Linked DNA regions of Mus musculus: region 1 is linked to region 2. The links are chromatin contacts, called in public HiChIP or PLAC-seq maps. All regions are on one chromosome and are shown on one strand. The core of a region is the stretch at or near the end of the contact, and the rest is flanking DNA. Distances in the headings are between cores, read along the strand shown. Region 1 overlaps Slc24a3 (solute carrier family 24 (sodium/potassium/calcium exchanger), member 3). Region 2 holds the start of Dtd1 (D-tyrosyl-tRNA deacylase 1).

Region 1 (5,487 bases), core at 735-3,234, 920 kb after region 2:
GCAGCTTAGCAGGATTTCCTAGCCTGGGACTCTATACCATCTTTTCTTTCCCTAATCCCTTTACAGAGAGGTGATAGTGTATGCTCAGAGCTTGCTCTCAGATTAACTTGGGCTAAACGGAGATGTTCAAGGAGATGCTGTTTAGACTTTGGTGAAAAATGATTCTAGAAAGAAATCCACATTGTGCAATAAGTCATAGCTTGGAGGGGGATCAAGTTCAAACCAGGAAAAAAACGTTAAGCAGAAAAGAGAAAGGAGCCAATATGGCAGCAACAGGCCAGGTGAGTCACTAAATTTTAGACAGTCATGAGGTTGCATGAGGGAACCCACAAAGGTGTTAGAGTCCTTTGTCAACAGTAAATAGACAGACTCAGACTCTGCTACACTAAAGCAAAGACAGAAAGATGTTTCAGAAAGAGCCAACAAGTGAAGACTCAGCAAGGGGAGGACCGTGGCGGCGTTCTTGGTCATGAGATAGCAGCCTGAGGTTGGTCAGAAGGTTTTGCTTGCACAAGGATATCAGATGTCAAGAGTAGGACACCCAGGAAGCCATGAAAGCAGTAATGGGGCCTCCTGGGCTGTGGGGGAGAGAGACTGCCCACTCTAAGTACTGTAAACACTGAGCTAGGCTCTTCCTCAGCTAAGCTGCTTGCCAAAGGCTGGGAAGGAAACTAGGGAGTGCACAGCCCGGCTCTGGCCATTTGTGGGCTTAGAAACCACTGAGTAACCCACAACATTCCACCTTCTCCATATAGGTTCCACAGCCAGGCATTCAACCTTGGATCAAACCGATCCAACTCTTTCTATTGTGGTTGTTTTGGGTTTGGGGGTGGAGGGTTGTTTGTTTAGTTGGTTGGTTGGTTGGTTTGGTTTGGTTTTTCAAAACAGGGTCTCTGTGTGCAGCCCTGGCTGTCCTGGAATTCACTGTATAGATCAAGCTGGCCTTGAATTCACAGATCTGCCTGTCTCTGAATGAGTGCTGGGATTAAAAGCATGCACCACTATGCTTAGGAGATCCAACTTTTTTTTTTTTTAATTTGGATCAGTATGGAGCAGATACAGAGAGTCTTCCTTATTGGTATGCCCTGGACAATACAGGTTTTTACATGGCATTTACATTGTGTTAGGGATTGTTAGCAATCTAGAGATGATTGACAGAACATGGGAAAATGTATCTGTTATATGCAAACACTGCAGTATTTTATATGAAATTTGAACACTGCTTGGGTTTGAGTATGACTAACCCCACTGATCTCAAAGGCTGACTGCATTCATAGACAGTTGGATGAAGCCAGTGGGGACTTGGTGCAGAGAAAAGGAATCAAGTGATAGATTCCGCCCTGGTACCCATGCAGGGCTGTGTGGAGGGATGGACCAAAGGGGCCTGAAGGAAAGGGCTCATTTAGGAACAAGCAGAGAATACCTGAGCCACTGGATCTAAATGAGAATGACAGGACCTGTTGTTCCTGGGGAGCCCAGGGTGTCCAGCTGTGGTGAATTATTCTCCGCTCTGGATGAAGCTTAGGAAAATTCTCCCTGGCCCTCATCATAGCCGCTAGCAGTGCAGAAGCAAGAGGACCTCGTGACTAGTGATTCTAAGAGGCCAGTGCAGTATTGCCAGGCTGGAGTGTATTAGGCATAAAGGAGGGTGGAAAGGAAGGAGATGTGGAAGCAAGAGTGAAACTGGACATATGGCCAAGCCTCATAAGCAACCATTACTACCAGTCCATAGATCTTGGAAGGGAAGCACAGCAACTCAAGGCGATTCCGGGAGCTCATTTTTGGCTTGCTGTCTTCCCGCCATCCCCATCTATTGAGATTCCAGTGCTGGGGCTTCCGCACCAGCCAAGGTTTTTAGTGCTGAGGTACCATCTCAGGGTCTCCTCAGTACCCCATGAGAACCTCAACGGTGAGCATGCCTCTATCTGTAGCACCTCCAAGGCCACACTGCCTCTGTGTGGCCAAGCATGGAAGTGCAGCCACTGGTGCTGCTGAGAAAGAAAGAAAGAAGGCTGGCAGTGGAAACTGGAAGTCTCTGCCCTGATGCCCGAAGGGAACTGGCTGCTTCCCAACCGCTGGCAGCTTACTTTCTGGGCCACGGTGGAATTCCGGAAAGCTAAACACACCAACCAGCCTCTCGTGTACATTCATCTTGTGTTCTTGAAAACCACCTTCCCGTTTAACCAACAGGGTGACTTGAGATTTGGGGGAAATGGGCTGCATTATTTTCTAGTCTGTCTCAAGTCTTCTCTCATGACGTGCTACCCAGAGTTTGAAGGTCGAGGGTTTGGAGTGTGCTTCAGGACAGTGACTACTCCCTGGATCTACTAACCTCTCGCAAATTGGCGGCTATGAGATTGAAGTTATTCAAAAGCACTATAACAGCCATGGTGTTTGCACACAACTCTAGATCACACACATCTCTTCTAAAATCAGTGTCTGCAGACACCAAGGGAGCTGACCACAGCTGCCATTAGAAAGAAAATGGCTGTCCGCCGCTGTCCAGGATGTTTTTGACTCGCTACTCCACCCTCCTGGTTATCAACTAGACATCCTCTTGATAGATTTGGGTTACAGACTCCTAAATCTTCTGTAAGGACATTGGCTAATGAGAGTCATGTAGTCCCTGCTGATCTTGCAAGTGAGGATGCTGAGCAGAGAGCAGGAGCAGCCAGGCTCTGAGTGGAGGGATAGTGAGAGGGACTGAACCCAGCCCCTGGGTCCTTCTGAAGTCCCCGTGCTTAGGACCTCAGGAGCCACAGGCATGTGTTTCCCAAGGAAAGATCCCATCTCACCTGTCTTGTCTTTGCTCCCATGCAGCGCCTCCACCTCAGTGAAGATGTGGCAGGAGCCACATTCATGGCAGCAGGCAGCTCGGCCCCAGAGCTGTTCACGTCGGTCATAGGTAGGTGATGCTAAGAGAATGTCTCAGCCCTTACCTATATAAGAAAAAGGGGTTCTAGGGAAGAAGGTCCTCAAATTTGAGTTGTCTCCCACTTATAAAAAATTAACTTCATAGATCCCAAGCAGAACCTTCCACTCTGCTGTGGCCATTCACTGGTTTAACTGTGTGCGAACTTTTCCTAGACCCAGGGACGTTGCTACTAAGGAAAAGTCTAACCTCTGGGTTCAAAAACTCCCTCCAAAACTTGCCTATTTCCTCTGGATCCTCAGTATAGTCTAGAACTAGGAGATGTCCTTCGAATGTCCTTGGGATGCAGCTGGACCACTACAGCCAGATTGGTGTTGGTTTGTGTTTCAGGAGTCTTCATCACAAAGGGTGATGTGGGAGTTGGCACCATCGTGGGCTCTGCCGTGTTCAACATCCTGTGCATCATTGGCGTCTGCGGGCTCTTTGCAGGGCAGGTAGGACTGGCAACTCCTTTGCGATGGTTCTACTTGATATCGAGAAGATGGAAGTATGGAGCCGAGGCAGGGACCATCATGTTGGAATTCACCCACACTGGCGCCTTGGGCAGTGTGATTGGAGGTCTCCATCCTGAAGCCACTGTTACTTGGTTTCCAGGTTGATGGATTATTGAACCCCAGTTCCACATAGGAAATTAGCAAGCCTAACAATGTTAACTGTGAGCTTGAAAGTGCTCCCCCACACACCTCCTTTTGAGAGCTACTGATCCACACTAGAATGTGCGGTGCCTCAGAGGAAATGAGATAAATGAGAAAGGCAGAAAAGAAAAGAAGAAAAAAAAATTTTCTACTTAAAGAATTCATCGTTGTCACAGTTCAGGGTGTTGCCTTTCTTCCTGCAGGCTAGAGCTTTTGTAGTCTAGAGGAGCCTTGAATACCCAAGTCAACCTCAGGAGTCCATTCTAATGCCAGGGAGCATCCTGGCAGAGCCACTGTCCTTTCTGAATGCTGTTATCTCTCTAATAGTCTCAGGGATTTGTTCAGAAGTCGCCAGAGTGTGAGACTATTGGGCAGCCAAGGTTAGAGCCTGAAGCCAAGGTTAGAGTGGGACATACAGCTTCCCTGTGGCTCTCAGAGCCTAGTTTCCTCAGAGAAGTAGTCACTAGATATGAGATCCTCAGTTCTCTGACAAAACACCCAAGACTCAGTATCTTCTAGAAAAACCTATTTCTACTATTCTAGCTGTGACTCTATTTAAAATACTGAGGGAGCCGAAATCCGCTTCACCTGATCAGGAACCTCAGTGTGGTCTGTTTTGTGCCCTGGGGAAAGTGTCTGCTTGGTGTAAAGTCCAATCCTGGTGAGCTTTTCTCTCAAGTGTGTCAGGCCTGTGTGTCTCTCAGAAGCTGCTGGGCATGCCATGAGGTCAGTCTCTTGAATGTATACTCAAGAGTTCCCATAAAATTCATTGCTGGTCTCCATGGCCCATTGTAACTGTCCCCATTCACATGCCGACTGATCTACCCTCTCTGCCTGCTGCGTTTGTTCCTTCCGAGCAACAGGCAGAAGGACACCTGGATCTTACCGAGCACCAGCTCCAGGGCTCCCCGGTGGACAGGCTAGCTCTGATAAGAGAGTCCTGGATTTGCTCATGATGACTGAGGTCTGGCTCACTCACTAGGCTAAATATTTTCTGCTTTCCCCAGGACCCATAGTGTTAAGGTGACTGGGTCTACACTGTAGTGTTCCTGACTTCTCCTACATAGGTAGTTAGTGCCAAAAGAATGAGCCACGTGCCTGCCTTTACTGCCATTGCCCTCGCCTGGCTCTATCCTGCCTGACCAGCTCATCGTTGCCTTCCAGAGACGAATAATAGTCACACCAGCAGATGCTGTTGCTGCTAGCACTTTCTTAATTAGCATTGTCACCATTAGCAGTATGATTATTAGCTGGGCCGTTATTAGTGTTGTCATTAGTTCATTAGTCATTTGTACCTGCAGCTTGATTCTGAAGCAAGCCCAGAGGCAAAGAGATAATGTAAAGAAATGAAACAAATGGCTGGGTGATGTCTACTCAGGGCCACACAGCTAATTACTTATGAAATGAAATGCAGTGTGTTCGAGCCGTGTAATTCATCAGTAGCACCACTCATCACAAGCTTGGCTAGGATACCATGGATGCTGCACAGGTTGTTGGCATCCATCTTCCTACCCCTTCTCCAGGACTTTGCTGGCTGGTCTCACAGCCCCACTAAAGAAAGGTGACAAGCAGAGCTTCTACTGGGAATAGCCACTGGCGTGATCCTAGCTATAGCTTCCCTTCTTTTTCTTTATTTTCTTTTTCTCTTCTTCTTCTTTTAATCCTGTGCCTACTTGGCGATTTCCAAAGCCATCCACTTGCCGCTTTTGTAGGTTGCCTCACATCTTTGCAGAAGGCACAGACTATTGTATTGGAGGAGGAACATGGGCCAAAGAATCAGATTGAACTGGGATTGCATTCTTGCTTTGCTGTTTGCTAGCTGGGGGATTTTGAAGAATTTATTTTAGCTACTAAAGCCTGATCCTTCTCATCTATAGAGTGGGTATAAGCACATGTACTTCAGAGTGTTGCCATGGTGAT
Region 2 (5,410 bases), core at 2,278-4,777:
GTCCAAAGAGATCAGAAGAGGTTGTCAAATCCTCTGGAACTGGAATCACAGCTAGTGAGCTGCCATGTGGGTGCTGGGAATTGAACCTCGGAACCACTGAGCCAGCCGTCTCTCTACCCTTATGTAATGTTTTTGTTTGTTTGTTTGTTTTTGTTTTGTTTTTTGGTGTCTTTGAGATAGAGTCTTTTTCTATGTAGCCCTGGCTGTCCTGGAACTCTATGTGTATTTAGATCAGGCTGGCTTCAAAAAGCTCTGCTTCTCTTCTAAGTGCTGGAATTAAAGGCACGTGCCACCATACCCACACTCTTGAGTAGTGGGTTTCCCCCCCCCCTGGTTTTTCGAGACAGGGTTTCTCTGTGTAGCCCTGGCTGTCCTGGAACTCACTCTGTAGACCAGGCTGGCCTCGAACTCAGAAATTCGCCTGCCTCTGCCTCCCAAGTGCTGGGATTAAAGGCGTGGGCCACCACGCCCAGCTGAGTAGTGGTTTTCACTCATAGATATTTGAGACACTGCAAGGCATAGGGGTGGATGGTAGGATAAGAATCCCAACGGTTGAGATATTTTTTTCCCAGGCCAAGAGCCAGTTGATACTAATTGAATATATTTATATTAGAACAGTGTGGTAGGCATCGAGCTGAATGAGCAAGAATCAGCCTAAGACAGGAAGGGAAGCATGGGAGAGGTGGGTGAGCTGAGGGGGCCTCTAGTAGAATGCTCTCTGAGTGTAAACAGAGCACTGGTTAAGTCCTCAGCACTCAGGAAACCAGCAGCAGGTACCTTACAAAACATCTCCCATCTTTAGAGATTTTACAGACACGGAAGGGCGAGAGCTAAGGGAGTGGGGCGTCTGGCAGGACAGAGCAGGACAGAAGTCTAGGATAAACTGCTAGACTTCTACTCTCATGGGGCAATAGAATACTGTAAGAGCATAAGGGGCTGGAAAGATGGCTCAATGGTTAAGAGCACTGTCTGCTCTTCTAGAGGACCTGGGTTCAATTCCCAGCACCCACATGGGGGCTCACAACAATCTCTAACTTCAGTCTGGGGGTGTCTGATTTCCTTTTCTGGTAGAAACTACTTAGAGCAAACTAATTTTTTTTTCTTTTTTAATTAGGAAGAACCAAATTAATAATATTGTAGATCAGTTATTTAGAGAAAGGTCTTTAATCAAATATGAATCATTTGTAATGAAACCACAATTATAAACAGTGCTTTGCTGGATCAGTGGGCTCATACCAACTCAAAGGGAGTTATTGTTATCCTACTAATAACTTTCTCCCTTTTCTTTTTTTCCTGGCCAGGATGTACCAAAGTTCATGCATAATACAGTCTTCTCCCATTTTATTTATTTTGTGTGCACGTCTGTGAACATGCATTTGCATGTGATATAGGGTGCATGTGGAGCTCAGAGGACATTTAGTGATGTCAGGGAGAGGTCTGGGGATCAAACTCAGGTCATTAAAGGCAGCAAGTGCCTTTTCTTTTTCTTTTTTAAAAAAAGATTTATTTATTTATTATATGTGAGCACACTTCAGCAGTCTTCAGACACACCAGAAGAGGGCGTTGGATCCCATTACAAATGGTTGTGAGCTACCATGTGGTTGCTGGGAATTGAACTCAGGACCTCTGGAAGAGCAGCCAGTGCTCTTAACTACTGAGCCATCACTCCAGCCCCCAGGGAGTGCCTTTACCCATTGAGCCAGACTTTTTTCCCTGGATGTGAAAAACTGACTACTTGATAGAATGTTCCTGATTTAGGTTTTTTAAACAATTAGATGCAGAGTCTCCTGCAGTGCAGTTTGCATTTCGATTGTACAGTTCCACCCTTGAACTGATGCTCCTGCCTCTCTACCTCCTGAGCGCTGGGATTCCAGGTAAGTGTTGCCATCCCTGGCTTATATGATGCTAAGGGCTGAACCTAGGGCTTCCTACATGGTAGCTAAGTACTATGTTCCACTGAGCTACACTTCTAGCCCCAGGTTAAGTTTTGTTGTTGCAGAATTACCACTGTATCCTTCAATATCAGGAAGCATGTGACTGACACCCATTGATCTTGCTGCTGCTGCTGCTGGTGGTATCCTTGACAATTTAACTCATGCAATTTTGCATTCACTATTTAATATTTAAGCATAATATAAAAGGCTCCCAGTCCTTAGCACAACTGACTCCATAAAACTCAGTATGTAGATAGTACCACTTGCCAGAGTGAAAAGGAAGACCGAATCTATCAAATGCACTAAGCTTGCCTTTTGACTTCTGTAATTGCTTTAGCCTAACTGTGCTTATTAACTGAAGTATGTCAACCGAGGAATTTTTTTTTTTTTTTTGCTTAAATGCTCACTCTAAAAGAATCTGAGCTTTAATGAGATCCTGAACACCCAGTGTAGTTGCCAGTTGGCTAATAAAGACTTTCTACTGGCTTAACCCCGGTCTGAGTAGTCTTATCTGATGGATACCCCACAATAATACACATTTCTAGGCCTTTTTTGTTTTTGTTTTTGTTTTTTTGGGGGGGTGAGGGGGAAAGCAACATCTCACTCTGTATTTCATGCTGGCCTTGAACTTCAGCGTGATCCTCATACTGCAGCCTCCAGAATGCTTGGATCACAGATGTTCAACCACCATTCCTTAGAGTATTTCGGGCCAAATAACAGTTCTATCAAATTGCTTTCTAACAAATGCTTTTCTGAATCTGCTAATCCTGGAAGAGGCGTTCAAAGCAAAGACACTCTGAAATGGGTGAACTTTTTCTGATACTCCTATTTCGTTTTTAAGGGAAAGTCTCATTACATTGCCCACATTGGTGGTCTTGAACTCATGGACTTAAAACACTTTCCCGCTTCATCTCAAGTAGCTGGGACTATCTCCCCCCCCCCCCATTCTTCTTTTTCTTTGTTTAATTATAAACACATGGACTACCACTGGACTATGAAGATGTTATTTTTTAGTGATGAAAACTTAGTACAGTAATAGCTATACAGTTCTTTGCAGCCATCTAAGCATCTTTACAGCCCATCCAAATTTCCTAACAACCCTATGATAGGGCTAAGTATTAGATTTGTATTAGGAAGGAATTAGAATTCTAGACTGATAGACCTATTAACTATTGTGTCTAAGGTAAATCAATAGTTATGTAGTTAAATGGCTATGTTAGCAGCAGGTCCTTTTGTTTTTAGCAACAGGATTGCTGCTGAGGCTACAGAACAAGTGAAGATTTTGGAAAATCTGTGACCGGAGGATTGGAAAAGAGGGAGAAAAGCAGGAAAAAAACTTAAGGGTAAAACTGAAAGAGAAAGAAACTGGAGCAGAAATTAATGAGTGTCTGGACATAGTGGAGACTAGGCTGGCAGTTTGGGACTATAGTGCTTAAGAAGGAGTTCAGGGGTGGATAGGGCGGCGCCTACCACAAATGGACTAGGTTATGCATAGGTGACAGGTGAGGGTGATTGACATGGGCGGGGCCAATTGGATAGGTGTGGCCGACGTGGGCGGGACGCAGCTCTGTGGAATGGGTCCTCACGGAGCTCTTCCGGTGTTGCCGGTAGAGGGCGCCGGTCGAGGAGCCACCGGCGGAGTCGCAAGGTCTGACCACACAGCAAATTCCAGTCGCTACAGCCGCCGCCATGAAGGCCGTGGTGCAGCGCGTCACTCGGGCTAGCGTCACAGGTCAGTCGGGCGGGCCGGGGAGAGAGCAGCCTCTGACCCCCGCGACCCGCTGTTCCGTGTGAGGGTTCCCCGCAGCCCCGAGTTACCGGGCAGCCTCTGGGCAGCGCCGTGGCCGAGAAGATCCGGCACGTGCCTGGCCGCTCATGGGTTCAGGCTCCGTGCTTTCGTTGCTACATAAACCCTCATCTCCGTCGTCATCACCATTATAATCATCATCATTATCTTTGTGAGTGTGTGTGTGTGTTCCTCACAGACAAGGTGCCAGAACCTGTGAGCATCCCCAGGGCCCGTTGTTGAATGCACTGTTGCACAAACAACACATAGGGGAGATTTCCGGAGCGGAATCGCTCGTTTATCCACCGCTCTGTCTGAGATGTAGCATTTTAACAACCCCCTTTTGCATATCTTTTCTTTTTAAAATAGAACTTGGCTCATGATAAAATGGACAGACGGAGGAATTGCTAATTGTTTGAGCTCTGGCAGCTTTGAGCAAATATCTGCTGGCATCCTCACTGGGTGCAGAACATCCCTTGCTTGCACCTGGATGTCGGTCTCTGAACCTTCAGCCATGGGTCAGAACCACAGAATTCAAGATGACGTGCTTCTCTTTCCCATTAATTAATATAGACCCAGATGCTCAGCCATTAGCCATCAGTTGAATGTGGGAGGCTAGTTGAAATATTCAGGATCCAGCTACTGTAGTTATTTGAAAAGTGTTAAAAAAATAGAAACGACTGGTGCCATTCTTTTAGTCTTTTAAGTTAAAGAAATAAATACATTTATTTATTTGGTGTGTGTGTTTCTGTGTGTAACAGGCCAGAGAACAATTTAGATGTGCCACCACCATGTGGGTCCTTGGGATTCAACTCATGGAATTAGGCTTGGCAGCAAGTCTACCCATCACTCATTTAGCTAGCTTGCTTTCTCTCTTTCTTTCTTTCTTTCTTTCTTTCTTTCTTTCCTTTTCGAGACAGGGTTTCTCTGTTTAGCCTTGTCTGGCCAGGAACTCACTCCGTAGACTAGGCTGGCCTTGAACTCACAGATCCACCTGCCTCTGCCTCCCAAGTGCTGGGATTAAAGGTGTCTACCACCATTGCCCAGCTGTGTTTATAGAGGCAGAAGTACATTTTCAGGTCAGATGCCAAGGCCTGTAGTCACAGCCACTTTGGAGGCTGGGGAAGGAGCTGTGTTGAGCCCAGGAATTGGACAACAGAAAGCAGATTGGACAACAAAAGAGTCTCTAAGATTCCCCCTCCTCACCAAAGCTTCAGATCAAGCAATACAGATATCTTTTTCTTTAAACCATTTTATACTAAATACATGGTTTTGAGTTTAAAGCTAGACCCAAGACTCCTCCCCAACCAAGTAGCCAAACCACATATTTAGACTCGAGAGTCCACCTTCTAATCCTGCTTAATGAGTTGCAAGCTGTTCTGTTAACTTTGGTTTTGGAAATCATCCTGGACTAATAAGGAGCAGAATAGGAGAGGAGTTTATGGGACTCTAATAACATTTCAGTAAATATTGAGCACATGAAAACTGGAAAAATTCACTGATGAAAGATGGTTTTGCTCTTTGGGGGGGAGAAGCTGTCTACTTGATGTGGTTATCACCAACAGATTTAAATTTTGAGCTTTGGCTCCTTAAGCCCCCAATCCCGCTGATCTGGACTTTGGAAAATGTACCTTTGCTTGTAGGTGGTGGCCTATTCCTATCATCCCAGCACCCTGGGTTGAGTCCAGCA

What was found. HiChIP or PLAC-seq counts read pairs in DNA pulled down with a chosen protein or histone mark.
Region 1: a contact with region 2 is called in an H3K4me3 HiChIP or PLAC-seq map of craniofacial prominence, with 4 times the contacts expected there. The contact joins the enhancer-like site here to the promoter of Dtd1 in region 2. A contact is called at or near these places in 8 of 39 promoter capture datasets (cranial neural crest, embryonic stem cells, frontonasal cranial neural crest and 5 more), 2 of 484 Hi-C or Micro-C datasets (cochlea and nephron progenitors), 9 of 115 datasets of contacts at active chromatin or transcription factors (SST interneurons, astrocytes, craniofacial prominence and 6 more) and 1 of 9 other capture datasets (macrophages).

Annotation. Positions count from the first base shown.
Region 1 is chr2:145,515,582-145,521,068 of GRCm38.p6, forward strand. Slc24a3 (solute carrier family 24 (sodium/potassium/calcium exchanger), member 3) reads left to right here. Exons shown (of 17, transcript NM_001356497.1): 5 at 2,821-2,905; 6 at 3,263-3,366. Among named protein-coding and RNA genes, the nearest start is that of Gm14092, 37 kb to the right of the region's middle. Within about 2 kb of position 1,985, at least 60 of the 459 cell types and tissues checked have an H3K27ac peak or open chromatin away from gene starts, as enhancers often do. A contact at or near this core is called in craniofacial prominence, neural tube and second pharyngeal arch cranial neural crest, where this site is marked.
Region 2 is chr2:144,596,426-144,601,835 of GRCm38.p6, forward strand. Dtd1 (D-tyrosyl-tRNA deacylase 1) reads left to right here and starts at 3,528. Exons shown (of 6, transcript NM_025314.3): 1 at 3,528-3,666. The coding sequence starts at 3,624.